Linked DNA regions of Sus scrofa: region 2 is linked to region 1. The links are chromatin contacts, called in public HiChIP or PLAC-seq maps. All regions are on one chromosome and are shown on one strand. The core of a region is the stretch at or near the end of the contact, and the rest is flanking DNA. Distances in the headings are between cores, read along the strand shown. Region 1 overlaps ANKRD10 (ankyrin repeat domain 10). Region 2 overlaps ARHGEF7 (rho guanine nucleotide exchange factor 7).

Evidence for each region. HiChIP or PLAC-seq counts read pairs in DNA pulled down with a chosen protein or histone mark.
Region 2: an H3K27ac HiChIP or PLAC-seq map of skeletal muscle shows a contact between it and region 1. The contact joins two enhancer-like sites. A contact is called at or near these places in 5 of 47 Hi-C or Micro-C datasets (embryonic fibroblasts, epiblast stem cells, fetal skeletal muscle and 1 more) and 2 of 2 datasets of contacts at active chromatin or transcription factors (alveolar macrophages and skeletal muscle).

The regions. Positions count from the first base shown.
Region 1 is chr11:77,329,359-77,333,262 of Sscrofa11.1, reverse strand. All of the region lies in intron 4 of ANKRD10 (ankyrin repeat domain 10), which reads left to right. Among named protein-coding and RNA genes, the nearest start is that of ANKRD10, 25 kb to the left of the region's middle. Within about 2 kb of position 1,817, at least 13 of the 83 cell types and tissues checked have an H3K27ac peak or open chromatin away from gene starts, as enhancers often do. A contact at or near this core is called in skeletal muscle, where this site is marked.
Region 2 is chr11:77,467,144-77,470,656 of Sscrofa11.1, reverse strand. All of the region lies in intron 2 of ARHGEF7 (rho guanine nucleotide exchange factor 7), which reads right to left. Among named protein-coding and RNA genes, the nearest start is that of ARHGEF7, 42 kb to the right of the region's middle. Within about 2 kb of position 1,821, at least 2 of the 83 cell types and tissues checked have an H3K27ac peak or open chromatin away from gene starts, as enhancers often do. A contact at or near this core is called in skeletal muscle, where this site is marked.

The DNA of each region.
Region 1 (3,904 bases), core at 568-3,067:
AACTGCACTTGAGAACCAAGTGATTGTCTTGTAGTCTTGAGTCCAGCAAACCTCCTGCACCTGGTTCGGCGTCTGCGCTGGGTGGTGGGTGCAGCGGGAGTCGCTAGGGCTGGGCCCTAGCACGCTCTGTTCCAGGCACTCTGTCTCAGAAGCACCTTCCCTTCCACGTCCTTTAAACAAAAGCCCAGATCCCTCCCTGGTGTTTTCCACAGGTGTTCCTGCTCCTCCGTGTCCTTGGCATCTTCACTGACCTGCTCTCTTGAATCTCCCCAGCCACTGGCCTGCGCGGCTGAGACCTTGGCAGGAAGGAGTCCCTCGCAAGGTCGCTGTGGTGGGAAGGTTGTGGCTTTAACAGGACCTCCAGTCGTCTGGGTAAAGTGCTCTGTGGTAGCAGAGAGCAGCTCCAGTTCATGATGGAGGGAATCCCCCAAGGAGACCCCTCCCCCGTCCCCTTTCGCAGGGACAGCGTTTCCCTGGTGATCAGAGTCCCAGGTCAGCAGGAAGGCCAAGGGGTGTGAGGTGTCGTCCTTGGTTGTGGGTCGGCACTGAGGCCCTCCCGCACTGGCCCCTTAAGGAGGCCCAGGGGAAGAGAGCCCACCCGTCCGTCTCAGGAGCCCAGGCTTCCCTCGGATCCACTGTGTGGAAGTCCTTGGCAGGGATCACACATCAGATGATGTTTACTGCATGGGTCTTACTAGGAAGTGACACCTGTTAGCTCGCCAAAGCTCCGTACTGTATGGCGCTGTGTGGGTTCTTTTTCCCCATTAAGAGATTTCTCTGCCTGCAAAGCTAGAATAAGCCTGATGAGGCAGCTTCCATAAGCTCCAGGTATCTTTGTAATTGTGCCCGGCACTTAAAACCCTGTGTGTGTGTACGAGTCCTGCCTTTCTGTGGGCAGGGCAGGCTCATGCTCCACAGTTGACCCCTTGGTGGCACAGTTTCTGTAAAGCTGCAGACCTCTGCCAGAGGCAAAGGAAGGCCCTTCTGGCGGTTTCAAGCTTGATCAGAAATAGTTTATTTTTAGAGTCTCAGAACCAACTAGGGGCTTTATTCAGTTCTCAAGTTTTAAGTGAAATTTCGTGTGCAGATTTCTGTGTGGTCCGGGCACTTTCCCGAATGAAGCCTCTTCCCTGGTCCCCCAAGGTTGGGCATGGGGGGGCTTCTTGGGCCGTGGCCACACCTGGCCGGCACTCCTCCTGTGGGGAGGGAGAGCTGGGAGGGCTTCCTCTGAGCCAATCCTAGATGATTTTGTCGCAAATATGCACTGACAGGTCCTGGAGTCTTGCCTCATCAGCCCATACCTGCTTGGCGGCCAGAGTGAAAGGCAAGACGTGTACAAGTGTCCAGTAATTCTCTCTTCAGCTGGGACAGGGAGGAAGGGAAAGAGCTGCTTTTCTAAAACAAATGGAATCAAGATGGGTGATTTTAGAAGAAAAATGTTCTGGAATGTCTACAAGCCACCTTCTCAGGTGCAATGTGGAATATTTAAACAGTTCCTTGGCGATGGCAGTAGGTGTGTGAGACAGACACCGCAGGTGCACGATCTGTGGTGACAGGAAGAGAATTCAAGTCCAGACCCTCTGTCCTTAGGATTCGAGAAGCCAGTTCTCACTCGTGGCTTGTGGTGCGGTCTTCAGGGCGTCCGGTTACACGCTCAGTGTCCCCATCCAGCTGTCTGAGCCCTTTTCCAGGTGCTGGGAGGAGTGACATGAAGGCGTCCGTGTCAGGTGCGTTGCTCAAGCAAGGCTGTGGGCAGCTGGGTCTGCCGCCAGGTGGTTGGATGCCCTGGCGGGCAGGTCCTCTGGGAGCTGCGCTGCCAAGACTGCAGGGAAAGCCTGCAGAGAGCTCGGTTAAACTCCAGGCTGTCTGCCCTAGCGCCTGCCTCCCCGTTAAGGTTTCTCGACTCAAATCTGAAAGCCTTTGGTCTGTTCATTTTTACCTTGTGTTGGTGAGGAACTGTATAAACAAAAGACACATCTAAAAATGTTTAAAATAAAACAATTTTTGAATGTAAAAAGGGACATATCTACAAGGAAGCGCATCCAAGTTGAGCCCCTAGTGCCCCAGGTCCTGGGTAAGGGATCACTTTCTGTCCTTAGAGTGGTATTGAGCCTTTCCCTTTGTTTTAAACGTCCCCAAAGGCTCTGCCACCAGCTCTTCGGGCCCCCTAGCGGCGGGTCCACCCTCATGTCCAGCTTCATTTTGGAGCTGGTCTCATCTGAGGTGGTGAGTTATTTTTAGTCGTCGTTGCTTTCTGTGTGTGTGCCCTTTGCGGCTAGAGCCTGGACTTCACTCATTGATGAAACGCTGCTGGGCACGGCTGGAGGGAGCCAGGAGACAAAGTCCCTGCTTTTATGAAGCCAGTTTTGTTGGGTTTGGGGGGAGGAGGGAGGGCATCATGGTTTGGCATGGTTTTGTTTTGTTTTCTTTTCTTTTTAGGGCCACACCTGCGGCATATGGAGATTCCCAGGCTAGGAGTCGAATTGGAGCTGTAGCCGACGGCCTACACCAGAGCCACAGCAACTTGGGATCTGAGCTGCATCTGCAACTACACCACAGCTCATGGCAACACCAGATCCTTAACTCCCTGAGCGAGGCCAGAGATTGAACCTGCAACCTCATGGTTCCTATAGTCTCATTCATTAACCACTGAGCCACAATGGGAACTCCATGGCACCTTTTTAAAAACTTGCTCTTCAGGGGTCTGAAATTGCAGCTCTAACCTGAATATCACTCTCCCCAAAGAACCCTGGCCCTCAGTTCCAAACCAAAACCAGGCATCGAGAGCATGGATGCATAGAGCTCTCTGTGCTTGCAGCCCCAGGGCTGTCTTTTCTGTCGAGAGTTTGTGGCTTTGCCCCAAGAAGCTCCCCTGGTTCTCAGTGCACCGATTTAGCCCCTCTGGTGCCGCGGGGCAGGAGGAAGGAGGCGTGGCCCGTGCGGCCTTGGGCCTGGCTGAGAGGGCTTATCAGCGGGTTCCTGGGCCCTCCCTCCCTCCCCCTTTTCAAAGGCGGCCTCTTGACCCCTGCCTTCTCGGAAGTGCCTTCTTTCGTGGTGAGGATGGGGCCTCACCTGTCCCTGATTTGGGGCCTGTGGAGGATGAAGAGAAACGTCGCCAGAGACCGACGTCCTTAGATTGTTGCCTCCGGTTTAAAGCGTCCCTGTTGGGGGGTGTCTTGGGCCTCATACCTGTGCACGTCTGGTCTTTCTCGGACACACAGATCACTCCTCTGTTTCTTCCACATACTAATCATTGAGAATACGAGTTTCTCTTTTATTAAGACTTTTTCCTTTAAAACTGTTTCAACAGTTTGCGGAGTACTCTAGAACCAATATTCACGTTCCAGTGTTGAAAATGACTCATGTGCCGCTGATTGGAAGCCATCGAAGCTGCAAAGCTCAGTTGTTTATCTGAGTAAAGAACCAGAAGTGGGAGTTCCCATCGTGGCGCAGCGGAAAAGAGTCCGACTAGGAACCATGTGGTTGCGCGTTTGATCCCTGGCCTCGCTCAGTGGGTTAAGGATCCAGCGTTGCCTGAGCTGTGGCGTAGGTTGCAGACGTGGCTAAGATCTGGTGTTGGCCGTGGCTGTGGTGTAGGCCGGCGGCTACAGCTCTGATTCGACCTCTAGCCTGGGAACCTCCATATGCCGTGGGAGTGGCCCTAGAGAAAAACCAGAACCAGAAGTACATGCAAAGGTATAGGGCTGTCAGGATGTTCAGAATGGGAGAGAAAGGAAGCTACTGAGGCAGTGGGGGGTGAGCTGTAGTCCAGCCGAACAGTGGATCGTTACTCAGCTTTCAAGATTTTTTGAATTTAGTTGATGGGATGCATTCATTAACCATGAATAAAAAGCAGGGCGCGGAAGTGACTTTTTCAGGACCACTTTTGTTAAAAACACATGCT
Region 2 (3,513 bases), core at 572-3,071, 140 kb before region 1:
ACACAGGACGGGCAGGACAAGCCTACGGTGTCGGCCGCCAAAGGCAACGGGAAGACGCCAACCCTTAGATCCGACACATCACTGAGTCTGCTTCGCCTCGGCTTCCAAAGTCACGGACGGTGCTGGAAATCAACCGTCTCTTCCACATAAGCAAGCGGAAAAGCAAAGGCTACGTCGCAAAACAGACCGTGTTGCACTTCAAGTAACAAAGGCCCTGTGAGTCAGGAGTCGTCCAAGTGAACCCCCCTCAAACTGGCTCAAAGAAAAGAGGACAGGACTGGCTCGCGGGGCTGTCGGGTCAGGGGCGGCAAGACCGAGGGTCCCGCTGTGGCCTGTGCGTTAAGACTGGGCCAGCGGTGACTCGGGTCGCTGTGGAGGCCCGGGTTAGGGCCTGGCCCGGTGCAGGGCTGCAGGATCCGGCCTTGCTGCAGCTGCAGCTGGGTTCGGCGCCTGGCCCGGGAACTTCCGCAGGCCTCGGGTGCCGCTGTGAAAGAAGAAAGGCAAGAACCACCAGCCCGGCGACAGGAGCTTCAGGCCATCTCTCGACTCTACTCTCCGCAGTGTGGGCTGAAGGTTCAAGGATGTCCTTCCCCATAAGGCCACACAACTGCCAGCCCCCGGCCCCAGCCACCAAGGCCACCACCACCTCAGCTGCTCCTGGCCTGCCTGAGTCGTGACCACATGGCCAGAGAGGCAGCACAGCAAGCGGACGTGGACAAGGCCCAGGCGACAGCACGCAAAAGCCTCTGGCCGAGCTCACAAGCGCGGGACGCGGTGCTGGGGGCAGGGCAGCCCAGGCCCAGGCCCGTGCAGACCAGCGGGACCAGTAAGACGACGCGAAGGAACCCGCTCCGCTGCAACAGCCTTCACGCCACCCCCACCACAGCCGAGCCACCCCCCACCCCCCCACCCACGCGACAAAAGCAGATGTTCGCCCTAAATGTCATCCCCGGCTGGTGACGCCCCTCAACGCACCCAAAGAGAAAAGGCCAGGCGTGCGCGACGTCCTCTTCCCACCACCCCAGGACCGATGGAGAGGCCCTACAGCAACGAGGCCCCACGGCGCTTTCTCAACGCGCAGCCTTAACGCCACTCCGAATGCAAGGGGCCAGGTCGGCTTCTCCGAGGAGGTTACGAAGAAGCTATTTTTGCACACGAAATGGTTGCCTTAGGCAGAGTTCTGGAGTGCGGCTCTCAGTTTAAAAATACAATCTTGTCCTACCACGGTGTCAAATGGAATGTGTGATTTTAGAACTAGATGAGTAAAAATGAATCTTAAGTAAGTTGTGCTATTTAAGCTTAATGCAAATGGTCCACGTGGCTGGGGGATGGGAACCAGAGCCAGCAGGGAATTTTCACTCTCTTGGCTTCTGCAGACATGGTACTTAATCCCACCTACTCTCACACCCTAGGGATAAAATTAAAGTTTGACGACGGAGTCTATCAATACACAGCACTTTCACCCAGTGTGCCCCCAATTTCTCTCAGTTTAAAACGACAGCTAAGTTATATTCTATTTTGTGGCTTCCACTATATCAACAGCCAAAATTCTAGGACTGGGACCAGCTACACAAGACAAGTTTTAGTTAGTTTCCAGGAAGGGCTGGGGGTGGAGGATTAGAACCAAGTCCCGAGAAGCTGGGCAAGACAGCTGACACAGTGAAAGGGCCGCTGACCTTCCTTCTCCGTAAAGGAGCCACTGCCCCAAACAGAAATCTGGCCAGGGACGCCAAAGCGCCATGAGGACAGGAAGAAGAGGGATGAAGCACCTGCTGAGGCCGCGGGGGCCCTGCGCAGACCTTGTGCCAACCTAATTCACAAACAGCCAAACAAGGCTGCAAAGGACAGCGTGACAGGTTCCAGATGACAAAGGATTGAGTCCGAGCAGTCACTGCTGCTCCCCCCGCCACACAGGGGTCAGGGGGCAGCGCCGGAGGAGCAGGGCTGGTTCGCAGACACACCCAGCACAGATGCAGCACCCCACCGGCCTGTGACAGCCTCCTGGTCCCGTCTCCCAGGGACAGTGAGACGGGCCCTTCAAAAGCAGCCACACGGGCACCAGACCGAGGAGGGATCTGGGCAGATGCTGACCATCAGTCACGGTGCCGACGTTTCGACGAGTACATCGCGTGAATTTTCACACTCAAACCAAGTGGTTACAAACTCAAACTTTGAGAAGGCTTCACGACGATAAAATGCAGACATGTCGCCTGCCATCCCTCCCCTGATCCTGCTGAAATGACAGGAGGGGCAGCGTGGAAAGACAGTCCTGAAGAACGAATCCACTGCAGTGCCAGGCGGGAGCAGGGGCCCACGAGCACCGCGGCGGAGGCTCGGGATTCCTGGGGCCTCATGACCAGGAGGTGCTCTCGACAGCCCTGGGAAGGAGCCCGGGCAGCCCCGTGGAGGGCCCGCCAGCCCCAGGGAACCACAGGGCACAGCACGTCCTCCAGGAGACGCCAAGCACTCAGGCAAAGTCCGCTGCCTGTGCTGGCTTCCTGGCCTAAGTGACAAACGAGGTGCTGCCAGGCCCACAGAACCGGCCCGGAGAGAACAGGAGGGACAACTGTACCCGAGTGAAACCCAAGAGCTCCAACTCCACCTCAGAGCCTGAACGCTCCCCTCGGGTAGAGGGCGAGGAAATGGGGGCCGGGGTCCGTCCCCACGGCTCCCGGCCTGTCCCTGGCCGCACCTGCACCTGAGGGCAGCCGGCCAGCCTCCCGCCACCCGCGAGCTCCGCGGTCAGGCCAGCCAGCGGGCTCCATTCACAAGGAGGAACCAGAACGAGCGCCCGGCAGACAGCAGAGGGACGGTGACCTGCCACCCTACACGAGATGCAGCAGGCACACTCCCTGCCCCGCCCGCCCAGCGCAGCCAAAAGCCCCGGACGCTGAAAAGGAAACAGATGCCAGACAGGGGGAGCTGGAGGGCCAGCAACCGGCGGCTGGCTTCAAGACTGTAAGAATTAGCTGTCACGGTGAGAAACGAGAAAGTATTTGCATTTATTTACAAATAAATAAAGCCAAAAAATTAAGCTGATGACCAAGTATTTTCATTGAGAACATGTTTGTTTTTTTAAAAAACTAGGCCCAGTACTTGCATGCCATAAAATCTAGTGCCTTTCTCCATTTAATGTCTACTTGCCAGTCTATGTACACTGTGCACTCACTTCGACCCCAGTACCAGTTAATGCGCTTGCGAGCGTGAGCGCAGGGACACGGTGGGACTACAATGTGACCGCTGGCCTGCTCTCCGGCCTGAGCTCTCTACCTGGTCGGGTAGATCTGAGCGCCGCACAGGCGTCCCTCCCTTCAAGCCTGTTGTGATCTCCAAGAAAGCACCAGAACTCTGCCCTCGAGGTTCCGGGTCACCACAAACCCCTATGCAGTCAGGACCCCGAATGCCACCATTCCCCTTTAATTCCTATTTAGGACAACTCACCGCACCTAGGGCTTTGGTGGTTCGACTCCACAAACCACCCCGAGAAGCCTGGGGGCCAAGCAGGAAGCCTGG